2 separate regions of the Anas platyrhynchos genome follow, and region 1 is linked to region 2. Evidence: chromatin contacts called from public Hi-C data. All regions are on one chromosome and are shown on one strand. Each heading gives the region's core, a stretch centred on a gene start, on an enhancer-like site or on the middle of the called end of the contact. The rest is flanking DNA. Distances are from core to core; before and after follow the strand shown. Region 1 overlaps KCNE2 (potassium voltage-gated channel subfamily E regulatory subunit 2). Region 2 overlaps KCNE2 (potassium voltage-gated channel subfamily E regulatory subunit 2).

Evidence for each region. A called contact is a pair of places that touch in the nucleus more often than the background predicts.
Region 1: a Hi-C map of F5 follicle shows a contact between it and region 2, with 2.0 times the contacts expected there. The contact joins two enhancer-like sites. A contact is called at or near these places in 3 of 8 Hi-C or Micro-C datasets (F5 follicle, skeletal muscle and small yellow follicle).

Annotation. Positions count from the first base shown.
Region 1 is chr1:111,282,539-111,288,297 of IASCAAS_PekinDuck_T2T, forward strand. The region is part of intron 2 of KCNE2 (potassium voltage-gated channel subfamily E regulatory subunit 2); the gene reads left to right. Among named protein-coding and RNA genes, the nearest start is that of SMIM11, 21 kb to the right of the region's middle. Within about 2 kb of position 2,458, at least 5 of the 8 cell types and tissues checked have an H3K27ac peak or open chromatin away from gene starts, as enhancers often do. A contact at or near this core is called in small yellow follicle, where this site is marked.
Region 2 is chr1:111,208,326-111,213,925 of IASCAAS_PekinDuck_T2T, forward strand. All of the region lies in intron 2 of KCNE2 (potassium voltage-gated channel subfamily E regulatory subunit 2), which reads left to right. Among named protein-coding and RNA genes, the nearest start is that of KCNE2, 12 kb to the left of the region's middle. Within about 2 kb of position 3,031, at least 2 of the 8 cell types and tissues checked have an H3K27ac peak or open chromatin away from gene starts, as enhancers often do. A contact at or near this core is called in small yellow follicle, where this site is marked.

The sequences.
Region 1 (5,759 bases), core at 1,208-3,707, 74 kb after region 2:
TGAAAGCCAGCTCGCATTATACAGGGCTCTTGGGACCGCTGGCTCTGTGGAGACAGCGCATGGCCAGGGGAAATGTGAAGGCTGGTCAGCCCTCTTCCCACTGCACCTCCCTGCACACTGGGGACCAGCTCAGAGTGGTGAGCGACTCCAGCTGTTGTAACCCAGCCTCGGTATGGGGAGGGAGAAGGTAAGGAGAGGACATATAGCAGTGACAGGCTTGGCACAGAGATCTCCCCACTTCCTTTCTTTCCCCCCCTCCTTTCCCCTTCCCTCACACCACATATGTCTTGCTTAATCAGAAGGGAAGGGATCAAGACAGCTCAAATTAGGCACCAAATGGAGAAAAAAACTCCACAGTGATCACTGGGGCAATTTGCAATCCCTGAGATCATTCATCTTCATTGTACCCATAAGAGATGGGTCACGATACTGGCAGAAAGGCTGGGAGTGTAATCACAAGCCACATGCTCTCCTGGCCTTTTTTCTTAACCAAAATAAAAGTTAAGCCTAGAAACCCTCTGCTAATGGCAGTGACTTCGGGTTAAGAGCTATTTGCCCTTTCACATGTTAAACAGTCAGTAGTATCAGAACCTGTAAAAGAAAGTACAAGATGCATCCTTCTCTAAAAATTACAAAAATCGAGAGGGTTATAAAACAATGGAGCTGAAACAGAGCCCCAGGGCCCTCACGGAGCATGGAGCCCTTCTGTCTCCATTTCAAGATGTTCCCTGACCCTGATGGCCTGATTGCTTCTGGCTTAAGGGCTCAGCCTTGATATTAAGAACATAGGGTTGAGCCTCCAGCTGCTTTGCCTGGCTTCAGTTCCTGAAGCCATAGACATGGCGCCTCAAGGAGCACGCTGATGGAGTAACCTGGCCAAAACAGAAATATGCTGATCCATCCAGGAGTGAGATGGCCTGAAAGAAGAAATCCCACTGGACATGGTAGCTATGGTCCACTCTTTGCTGTCTTCCAGGAAGGACTTTCAGTGTGCTGCTGAACAGCAATGCAGACGTTTCCTATGGTATCAGTCCTCCAGCCCTGTGTAGTCACTGTGTAGACTCTGCTGCTCTATGCCACTTCACTTCAGAGCCACTTGCTCTCCCTCATGCACTCCATAGCCTGTGTGAAGCTTCCAGTGGCCTTGTGATCAGCTGGGGAAGGCAGGATGCAGGATTTCTCTGCAATTTAGGCCTGGATGGACAGTGAACAGGTTATGCCATTAGGGGCAAAACTGAAGCAACTTGCTCACATGAGATGGGGTAGGTGGGGCAACTGCAATTTTCCCAAGTAAGACAGTCTTTTCCATTAGGACGGCATGTGCAGGGAAGGATTCTGTGTTTTGCTGTGCCTCTAAGCTGAAGGCCTATGTGGCAATGGAGAGAGTGAACCTTTGTGTTCACTCTCTCCATTGTGTTGTGTGGATCTGATCCTAGGAGCTTATCCTCTGGTTTTCCACTTTTGTAGATGTGGGGCTGTGTCCCATGGCTTTCCATTGGGCTCCTCCACCATGAGCCATCAACGTACAATTACACTGCTGAAAACCAGACTCACTGGTTACCTTCTTTTTCTGGAGCAAAAAAAAATGGCTAATGATCAGATGACTGGTTAGCTGAAGAATCCTTGATGCGAAATGGACTGATGGAAGAGCTAGTGATGTGACCTCAGTAGGTGGAGGCATGGCACGAGCGCCTTGCTGAGATGGGGCTGGTGGTCTGGCCCTACATCTTTCTGCCCAGAAATGATGATCTGAGCCACAGAGTAACTATTGCTGACTGGGGGTGTACCTGTAGTGAGATGAGGCCTACTGTCACAGCGATGTGCTGACATGCCACTCTGAGAGCTGTGAGCTTTCCTTCAAATCTGCTGCAATCTGCTGGTGGATTAACAGTTATCTTCCTCTCATCTAAGGGCTTTCCTGTCTGTGGGCTTCCTGAAAGTCTTTATAATCAAGGAAGAAGTATCTTGCCCTATGGAAAGTTGTTGCTCTTGCTCTTGGTTTGAAGGTGTCCTTCAAACTTTTTCTCTGTGCGTCACTGCTCTCAAATTTGCCTTTATCCCAGTGAACAGTCTGGCCAGGGATCTCTGTGTGCCTGGTGGCTGTTGATGGTCTTCACTGTGAAACCATGGTCCTACATGTACTTATTCCCCCTTTTCTCCCCACCCCTTTCCCCATTTTAGCAAGATGATATGGGCCTCATCTGACCCTAGTGCTCCCACCCTTGAATACCAACCAGGTGGGTGGCAGGCCTGGCTGCAGATGAGAGGATCCCATGTCCTCCTTGAATTGCCCAACTTTTGAAGAGACATGCTGTGTTTGAAAGGGCAAGGGAAGGAGGTAAGGTGTCACGGCCCACATTGCTCTGCCCTTTCAGATACACGATAGTAACCTCTGGCGTTCCAGAGTTTGGGAAAACAAAACCCCACTGTCTCCTTATTGCACAGGCTTGGGAGTGTGGTCCAGTGCGGCGATAAGAGACAGCCACGAGCCTAATCTGGTTCAGGTCTGCTGCGTGCCTGCTGTGTGGTCTTGGCAATCGGGTCACTTTTCCATCTGTGAAATGGGGCTAGTGGTGCTTACCTTTGTTTTCAGGACGTTTCAGATCTCAGCACGAAGTGTTTTATGCAAATGAGGAGGGTTTCTGGTGCTATTTCTTAGTAATGAGCAGCAGACCTTGAATTTTGACCTTTACATGTTGTTTTTTTTTTTTTTTTTTTTTTTATGTACTCGCCTCACCGGGCCTGGACTGAGTGGACTGGTAGCAATTGAAGGTCAGGACTATTTTCCTGCCAGCTCTAACCATATAAGTAGGGGTTACAGCAGCGCTGGAGGGGGGTGTATTTATGGGCATGCAGATGAGCTACCACTTGGAAGCCTTTCTGCGGGTGGATGGAGGGATGGAAGTGCAGCTCTGTGGGGACACGGTGTGGTCACTCCCGAAAACGGCACCTGACGTGCACGAGCTCAGCCTCTGGCTTTCTCCTTTGCTGTCTGGATATAGTCAGAGTGCAAGAGTGAAGGTGAATCTGTGGCTTAGCAAAGGCGAGTAAATAGAAGTGCCAGCTCGTAGGGTTACCCAGCCGTCGGCTCCAGCCTTTTGGGCGGCCAAACTTTGACGCTGACTAGGTTGTAAACAGGAAGAATATCCATGCAGTTTTCTGCACTTTGATTCTTGATAACTTTGCCCTCGTCTTCTCAGCCAGACTGAGAGGAAAGGCTAAGTGCATTTCAGCCAGCATAAGGCATGCCTTCTTCTTCCTGGCTCCATTGGTAAATGGTACCAGATTCATCTAGGGGTTTGCCTGCACAGTAACCACGTGTGCAAGTGTCTCTCTGTGAGTGCTAACCTAAGTGGCAGAGTTATTCCCATAAAAGTTGGCCTCATCCATACACTTCAGTGTCCTCAGTGTGCTTACAGCTGCAGCAACCCTTCCATGGGAACTTCTGCAGCCTCTCCAAGATTCAGGCCCCATCTTCAGTAGATCATAATACACACTACATACCTCAAACCTGAACCTGGGCAACTGATTCCAGACTCCCTGTGGTTTACCATCTAGCCAGAAGGATGCTCACATGGTTACTGTGTCAGCAAATAATTCTTCATCAGCTCCAGTGGGCCAAGCCCAGACCTATCCTTATCTACTGTTGCCACTGTCTGGGTTTCTGAATCAGAGCAAGTCCTGAGGAGGCACTTGGCTTTGATGACCATGGGCTAACCTCTCTTTTAACTTGTTCATATGTGCACCCAGGAGCTCCTGTCAAACCCTTGCAGCAGCTGGCAGTAGCAGCAGAGGGAGACTGCCACGCTGGAGCATGCAGTGCTCTCCAGAATACAGCAGCAGTATTGTGTTAGTACCCCCTCCGGACTGGATCCATCACCATGGCAGCTGGCTGAAGAAACAGCAACAAAACAAGGAAATCACCAACTTGTTGAAACTTAATGGCTTTAGGTTTGGATGAGATTTTGACAGACCCATCTCACAGCTCCTCAGTGGCCCAGGCATCATGCAGACTGCACCTGTGCTTCCTCCTCCCCCTTCCCACACACCAACCTGAGACTCCATCCCCTTTCCGAGAGGAAGATGAACTGTTAGAGTTCTGTCTGAGGTGGAAGACAACTGTATTCAATAATAATAATAATCATCTGTAAAAGGGGATTTCTGTGTTCTGCCTACTTGCCATTTTGATGCTGTACAGGCTGTGATTCTAGACCCTATTTTGCATATGCATTTGAGATCATTTCCTTGATTACAGTTGATGATACCATAAAAATTACCAGGGACATTGTTCTGGGATTATGGCTAACCTAGGAAGAGCTCAGGTACACAGTGATATGAATTAGGATCAGATTCTATCACAAAGATGGCTCTAAGCTCCTGAATTCCTCCTGTTAAATGGGAGAGTTGGTTTCAATCGATTATTAATGATTCCTGACACAGTATCTGATCTCCAGTTCCGCAAAGTTCAGGATGGTTCAGATGAGCCTTTGGTCATCACTCATCTCATGAACTTCAGCTACCTGTGATGTGTCATTAATGATCAATTAAAAATACTGCTTACCTGTGAATATAGGGACCGTTGTTTAAAAGAGCAAGGGCAACTCTAGGACACTGCCAGATTTCTCAGGCAGATTTTCATCATCCAGGTAGCATGGATGTTAGGTATAAGGTAGGGCATTATGTAGGAATGAGAACTCTGATGCAGATTATGTGGAGGACAGGGTTCATAAATCTCTCTACGGCAAAGTTATCAGGGGTCAGTGGGTGAGCAGAGACAGCCACAGCTGAGAAGACCTAGGCTCAGCCTTCTGTCCCATCAGAGTCACTCAGTGACCATAAAAAACACCCACTCTGTTTCTCAAAGCAATTGCATTTCCTAGCTCCCATTAATTTTAATTGTATTACACACCTCATTTTCCTTGAAAGTCTTTGTTTTCAGTTCCTTTCCTGAAATGCGGTTAGCAAATTAATGTTTTCATTTGAGCTGCTCAGGTACATGGTGGTCCTATTACCCAAAAAAGTCCCACAGACAGCAAGAGAGCACAGAGTGCAGTCCTGCAGATGTGGACCTCCTTGAGGCTGCTCTGTGTGGGTAGCCAGGCTCTGTCTCTGGGTGGTATGTGTCTGTGTCCTTCGGAAGTAATGTTCTCACCCTTCCTCAGACTCGTATCAGCTGTGAGATGCTACAGGGTACAGCTCATGCTGTTCCTGCCTGGTGAGATAAAGCTCCCTTCAAAGTTCCAACTTGTTAAAGAAAATCTCACACCACATGCAGTGCGTCTGGAAGCTTCCAGATTGTTTAGCGTTACATGAGCAAAACTGTATCTGTATTTTCAGCAAATATCTTCTAAAAAGATAGAGCTTAAAAATACATTGAGTTTGTCAAAAGATTCCAGTGAAAAGAGCTTTCACTCTAAGACTGAGCCGGTCTTGTGCTTAAAGCAACATTGAGACTTCCAGACAGAAGAGTACCTATCAGTGCAAGGATATTAAACAAAATGCCTGTAGCCTAATACTGGTAGAACATCACTTTTTCTTCTGTGGCCATTTCTTCACGGCCGTTTCTTCATGGTCTGCTTCTTTGTCTCATAGTCCTCAGCTGCAGACAGAAAGAAATAGGAGGAACCCATTTTGGGTCACCTTAGAGTGCTTTTGCTACTGGCCTGATATCTGAAGGGAAAGATAAAGTGTTTGCTACCTTAATAAGACTGCAGTTGGCCCTTCAAATAGGAAATGGTATTTAGAGCAACAATGCCAGC
Region 2 (5,600 bases), core at 1,781-4,280:
GGGATGTAAAGCACTCAGAAGTTATGAAGAAGACTTGAATTGCTTGTGTGTTGTCCATTCCTGCTGCTTGCATGTATGCAGGCGCGATATGGTTTCCAATTACATGCTCATGTGCTCTGTTTTCTGTGACATGATGTCCCCTTTTGGTGTGCTGGCCGGATGGTCCTCATTGACTGGGTCACAATTCATTATTACTGGTTCATTCTCAGCATTCAGCGTGTGGCCCCAGGCCTTATTTACTGCAAACCATCTAAATCCTGCAGAGACTCCTCTCTAATTGATTTCCTCAGCTCCACTTTGATTTAATTTATGCCATTCTACAGTATGCAAGCACTAGAGATAAAATTCACCCTCCTGCAACGAGTGGAAAAAGCTTATGCTCCCTTGGTGGCTCCCCTGCAAGCTCCCTAAAGGGAGGTTGAGGGGAAGTCTAGTGGTCAATAGTCCTTGGACTACAGAGGAACTTCATCCCTGTGTTTTATGGGTGGCAGCGGTGGGCAGGCACTACAAGGCTTTGACCATCATTAGGAGAATCAGTGGGGCTGCCTGAAGTGTGGAGGTGGCAGAGGTCCTGGTGGGTGTTTTGGCCCTGTGGATGGTGGTCAGAGGGACCCCTTCCATTGCATGTTAAGTCCTCCAGCTGGACACGAGCTGCAGGGTACACAGACATGTATAGGTCAGAGGGGAAAGCAGAGGGGTTGTCACCCTACCGTGCATGTGGGTGGCAATGTATACACAAAGGCTGTCTGATAGGTGTGGTATCATTTAATCCTCACTGTCTTAGTGGGCCTACATTCAGGATTTAGCATAAGGTGATATAGGAAGTAACATATAATTACTATTAGAGACAGATTAGGGTGAGAATAAGAGCAGTAATTTAGCATCGATGAATAGCTGTTGCAGGCAGCGTGTGTCAGCATAGAATTAGATATGCAAAACAGAGGTTAGATGATCAGGAAATATTGGAGGTGCAGAGAGGAGACAGACGAACTGGGCCAAAATGGCAGAAGACTTTTTGCTAGTCAAGCAGCCAATAAACATATATTTTTTTTGGCCTTATTTATATTAGAACAAGATCATACAATCATATGCAGGCTTTAGCCACCCACCCCATCCGTTCAAAGGTCTGGGGCCAGGAGGCAGCGTGACCTCTTCCCCATCTCATTCCTCTCATCCTCAGTTTTGCCCAGAGGGCTGGGATCAGCCTGTAGGGTTACAGGGGGAAAGACACAGCCTTGGTGTGAATGGTTCTCCTGCTCCCCCAGGCCAGGTCAGTGCAAGCTGTGGTGGTGCAGAGAAAGGTAGAGGTGTGGACATCTGCGTGCCCCACAGAGGCTCAGCTGCAACCAGCAAGGCAGCTCCAGGCTTCCTTTGTGCCTGTCCCGAGCAGTAAATGAGGTACCAGATTGCTGTGTCTTGCGTGCAGAAGCTCAGCAGGCTGAGAAGCTCTTTCCATCTCCTGTCCTTCTCAGAGTGGGGTCCTCCAAGGAAGGCTGCTGCTCAATGCACCACAGGAGGTGACCCGAGAGGAGCCTGCGGTCAGTACTCCCTGCCTGTTAGCAGGGGTGGAGGCAGCCCCTAATAGTCTGAACACTCAAGTGCATTGATAGCCTGCTTAAAATAGAGCGGCAGGGAGTTTTACGACAATCCTGCAGTCTCTTGGGAAACTCTGATGAGGCAAATGGTTCAATGCAAATAAAACCAGACAGGTCAGGAAGAAGCTTTTCAAGCATAAAATACCAGGCCCAGAAATATCAACTGAAAAATGTGCAAACTTTTTTTGTTTTTTTAATGTGAAGTCTATTCGAAGTTAGCCTTGCTGGTTGTAACCATTTCCTCAGCCCCCACACAGCAGTCTGTCTTCATTTGCTGCTATGTTTTGTTTAGAATCAAAGCTTTCACGGACTGCGATCTATCTGCTTTATGTGTTTATAAAGCTCCATGTATGTCTTGGGAGTTGTTTGAACAGTAATATTAAGTAAATAGAAGGTAGTTTGGGCTGAAATGTTGTAAAATATACACTTCAGAGTCCTGTAAGGTTCTTGATTAAGTATCTATTTGATTTGGGACTGCACCTGTGTGTGAAATCAGATGACAGAGGTCCAGGTGATCTCTCAAACTGGAAGCCAGATGTGTTGTGAAGCTGTTTTCATTCTTATTAAGCCCCTGGTGCAGTCTGAAGGGCTAGTCTTTCCCAGACTTCTGTGGTACAGGCCTGGAGTTTTCAATAAAAGTAGTGTAATGAAACTACAGATCAGAGCATCTGCTCTTTTTTTTTTTTTTTTGCTGAGATAAATGACAGTTGTTGATAAACTGGGTCATCTGAAAAGTGTCGGGAGGTGGGATTCCTGTTACTGAACTTTAGAAGTCTGGGGGTAGGTGTCTACATCAGAGCTGCTCCCCTGAGGACTTTGTTGCCCTAATTTTGGTACCTGCTTGAGGGTGGGATGAATCACGCCCTGCAAAGCACCTCAGCTGGCTGACTACAAAGGAAGCCTAGCTCAGCGGTTGGCGATTGCAGTGGGGGAAGCCAGTATTTTGGATAGGCAAATCCTGAATCGGAGGTTTTTATGCACAACAATAACCTGATTGATATTGTGAAGGAAAATTTTGTTTCCTTTTGCCTTTCACAGCAGGATGAAGGTGATGGGATCTCTGGGATATACAGTGTATTGTTTTTTCCTAGGATGCTTTTGCTTCTCTGGAGTTGGTCCTGGAAACAGTGCTAAGAACTGTGCAAGGTAGAGCTTATTTGCTTATTTTTACAGGCTTGTAATTGGGAGTATCATAAAAGCTGTCAGAGGGCATATCTTCATGGGCAGGTACAGGCTAACTTCTACCCAGAAGTCAAATATCTGCATCAGCACACCTAGCTAAGAAGCCATCCTGGAGAGCAGAGAAGACCTGAGCTCTGTCTGTACATGTCCACACAGGCATGATCTGAAGTGGTTGTCTATGAAGGATGGCAAAAACCTACTGCTGGAATTGAGAAAGGTCTGGATCCAGCTTCTCTGAGGTACATACAAAAGGTTACACACAGTGAAATACCGGGCAACCAGAAGCGCCCTTGATGTAGCCTGAGAAGCTACATTACAGGAAATATTTTAGTGATGAGGGAGTAAGAGTAGTTAGGGGCGGAAGGGCTGTGGAAATAGCAGAGAAGCAATCTTGGAGAAACTGTCGTGATTCGTAATAGCTGGGCATTACAGGGTAGCCAGAGTCAGAGCACTCCCAGCAGGTACAAAGCCAGCACCAAGCCCCCAGTCTCTCTGTCTCACTGCTGTTCATAAAAGCAAGCAAGGAGCTGAGGCACACGAGGCACTCTGAGACACTTCTGGCAGCGTGTCCGTGGCACAAAATCGCTGTTGTGTGATCTAGCTAGCAGCAGCGACCGTTCACAGCCTGCCCACACAACCATGCCTTCAGCTGCTACGTGACCTGGCAGTGCCGAGCGTTCACATGACTGAGGGATGAACTATGGCCTCAGAAGATGCAAACAGAATATAGCATGTGATATCGAGCTGTTTATAGCAAGGTGTTACTAGTTGCCTTGAAGCAAAATCTTTGCTCCATAGTAATCTCCTCACACAGTGAAAGGGGAGGAAAAAATAGATGAGGCCTAGTCAGAAGATAAGAAATGTGGGCTGAGACGTTCTCTAATTGCAAAATGGAGGGTCTACAATCAGAGGCAGCCTCTGTACACGTGAGAAAAAGAAAGCCAACAGACAGAAATGGTTATGTGTGTCATCATGAGAAAAAGCAGAACTGACAGAAGGGGGAGACTTAGTAACTGTGAGCAAGAAAATATTCTGCTGTCATTTGTTTCTCTTTTTTTTTTTTTTTCTGGGAAATAGGACTTTGTGGGCATACTTTGTAAATAGGATCTCACCAAAGAATCTCTCTGATGTTGTCATTAATTTTTTCCTCCTTCCATAAACAAGCCTAATAGAAACTAGCTCTAATAGCGCGGTAAAATGTGCCCTCAGGAAAAAAAAAAAGAAAGAAAAGAAAAAAAGAAAAAAAAGAAAAATTGCTTGAAGAGAAAAATCTTGGAAATATGATTTGTGGCACAGTTTTTATTTAGATCCGGATGTAGGATAAGATATAGCCATATTTGGCTCAAATTCTTGACATGAGATTTAGAAGAGAAAAAAAAAAGGGGCCCCATCTGAACTGAGGACCTGAGAAAACTTAGGTTCCAGGCATATCCATATGAGACTTTCCAAGATAAATTAACAGCAGTCCAATTTGTAGATGTTCAGCTGGACTTCTTTCTACGGACAGAGATGTGAAAGAAGGCTAAGAACACTTCACACAGCTGTGTGATTTTCCAGGGGAAGTGAACCTCCATTTGTAGCAGCCCACCAGGAGAGCAAGCAGAAAAAAAGGTAGAATTCAATCGCTAGGAACCCCTTTAGTCAAGATTTGCTTCTGGTAGGCATCAAAAGCAAAAGGCAATTATAGCCTGGTCTATGATATTTTTCAACTCTGTTGAAAAACATTCAAACTTTGTTATATTTGATTTAGAAAACAAGAGGATAACGCAGAAATTCAGGAAGGCTGTTCAGCTGATTGCTGTTGTGGTGATGAAGAAAGAGTGGCTAGAAAAGGGTTGCCATCTCTTTAAAGCTGGCCAGGAGAGAGACTCACAGCAGCCTAGGGAAAGGTCCTTGGAACCAAGCTGCTGAAGTTCAGCTCTTGTGTCCAACGGTGGCTTTGGGTCTGGGAACTGGGCAAGAACAGAAGACATTTGTCTACTGAACAGGCAGTAAGGCTATGAAATGCACAGCTGTGACAGACAGCAGTTATATATAGCCATTTCTTGGAGCTGTTAGCAGTCAAGAGAGCACTGTTCTTCAGGGCCTTGAGTTCCTGCCTGCGTCTTAGACTGTGGGAGACAACAGAGTCAGTGCGAAAGAGAGGGAAGGCTGTTTAAAGTTGCCTGATAAAGCTTCGGGCTGGAAGAGCTTTTTATTAATCCGTTATTCACTGTGAGTGCTGCTTATTGGCGCACAGATGAAACACCTAAGATTTGGCGGGGCGGGGGGAATCCTGAAAGCTCTGCTTTCTCCCAGGGTATGCAGTTCATTTCTGCACATAATTGAAAATTGGCCATGACATCTGCTGTATCTGTCAGACGCTAGCACAGACACTGACAATTAGCAAACTTTCTCATGCAGTAGCTGAACACGCTGGTCGTTACCACAGCTGAGATTAGAACCAGGAACCACATGCTTCAGAGAAGCAACTCCACCACTGTGTGATGTATGAACCAAGAGGAGGCTTCTTTCTAACCTTGCCAGTGCTCAGCTCGCCGAGGACGAACTTCAGCTATTTTCTCACATTCAGCAATCCCCATGTTCTTGTAGGAAGTGGGAGGTCTAGACAAATGAAAGATTTTAGGCACTCCTATTTGGGGAGCACCCGAGGGAAGGACTGTTTGAGTAATTTGTTTGTACAGTGCCTAAAATAAAGGGGGCCTGATCTGTAGTGTTAAGGGAATAGAAATAATAACAGTAGTCTTTCCTTTTTCAGTGGGGGCTCCTTTCAGGATGAACATAGAACGCAGTAGGCTGGATTTGGCCTGTGACAGACTTGTA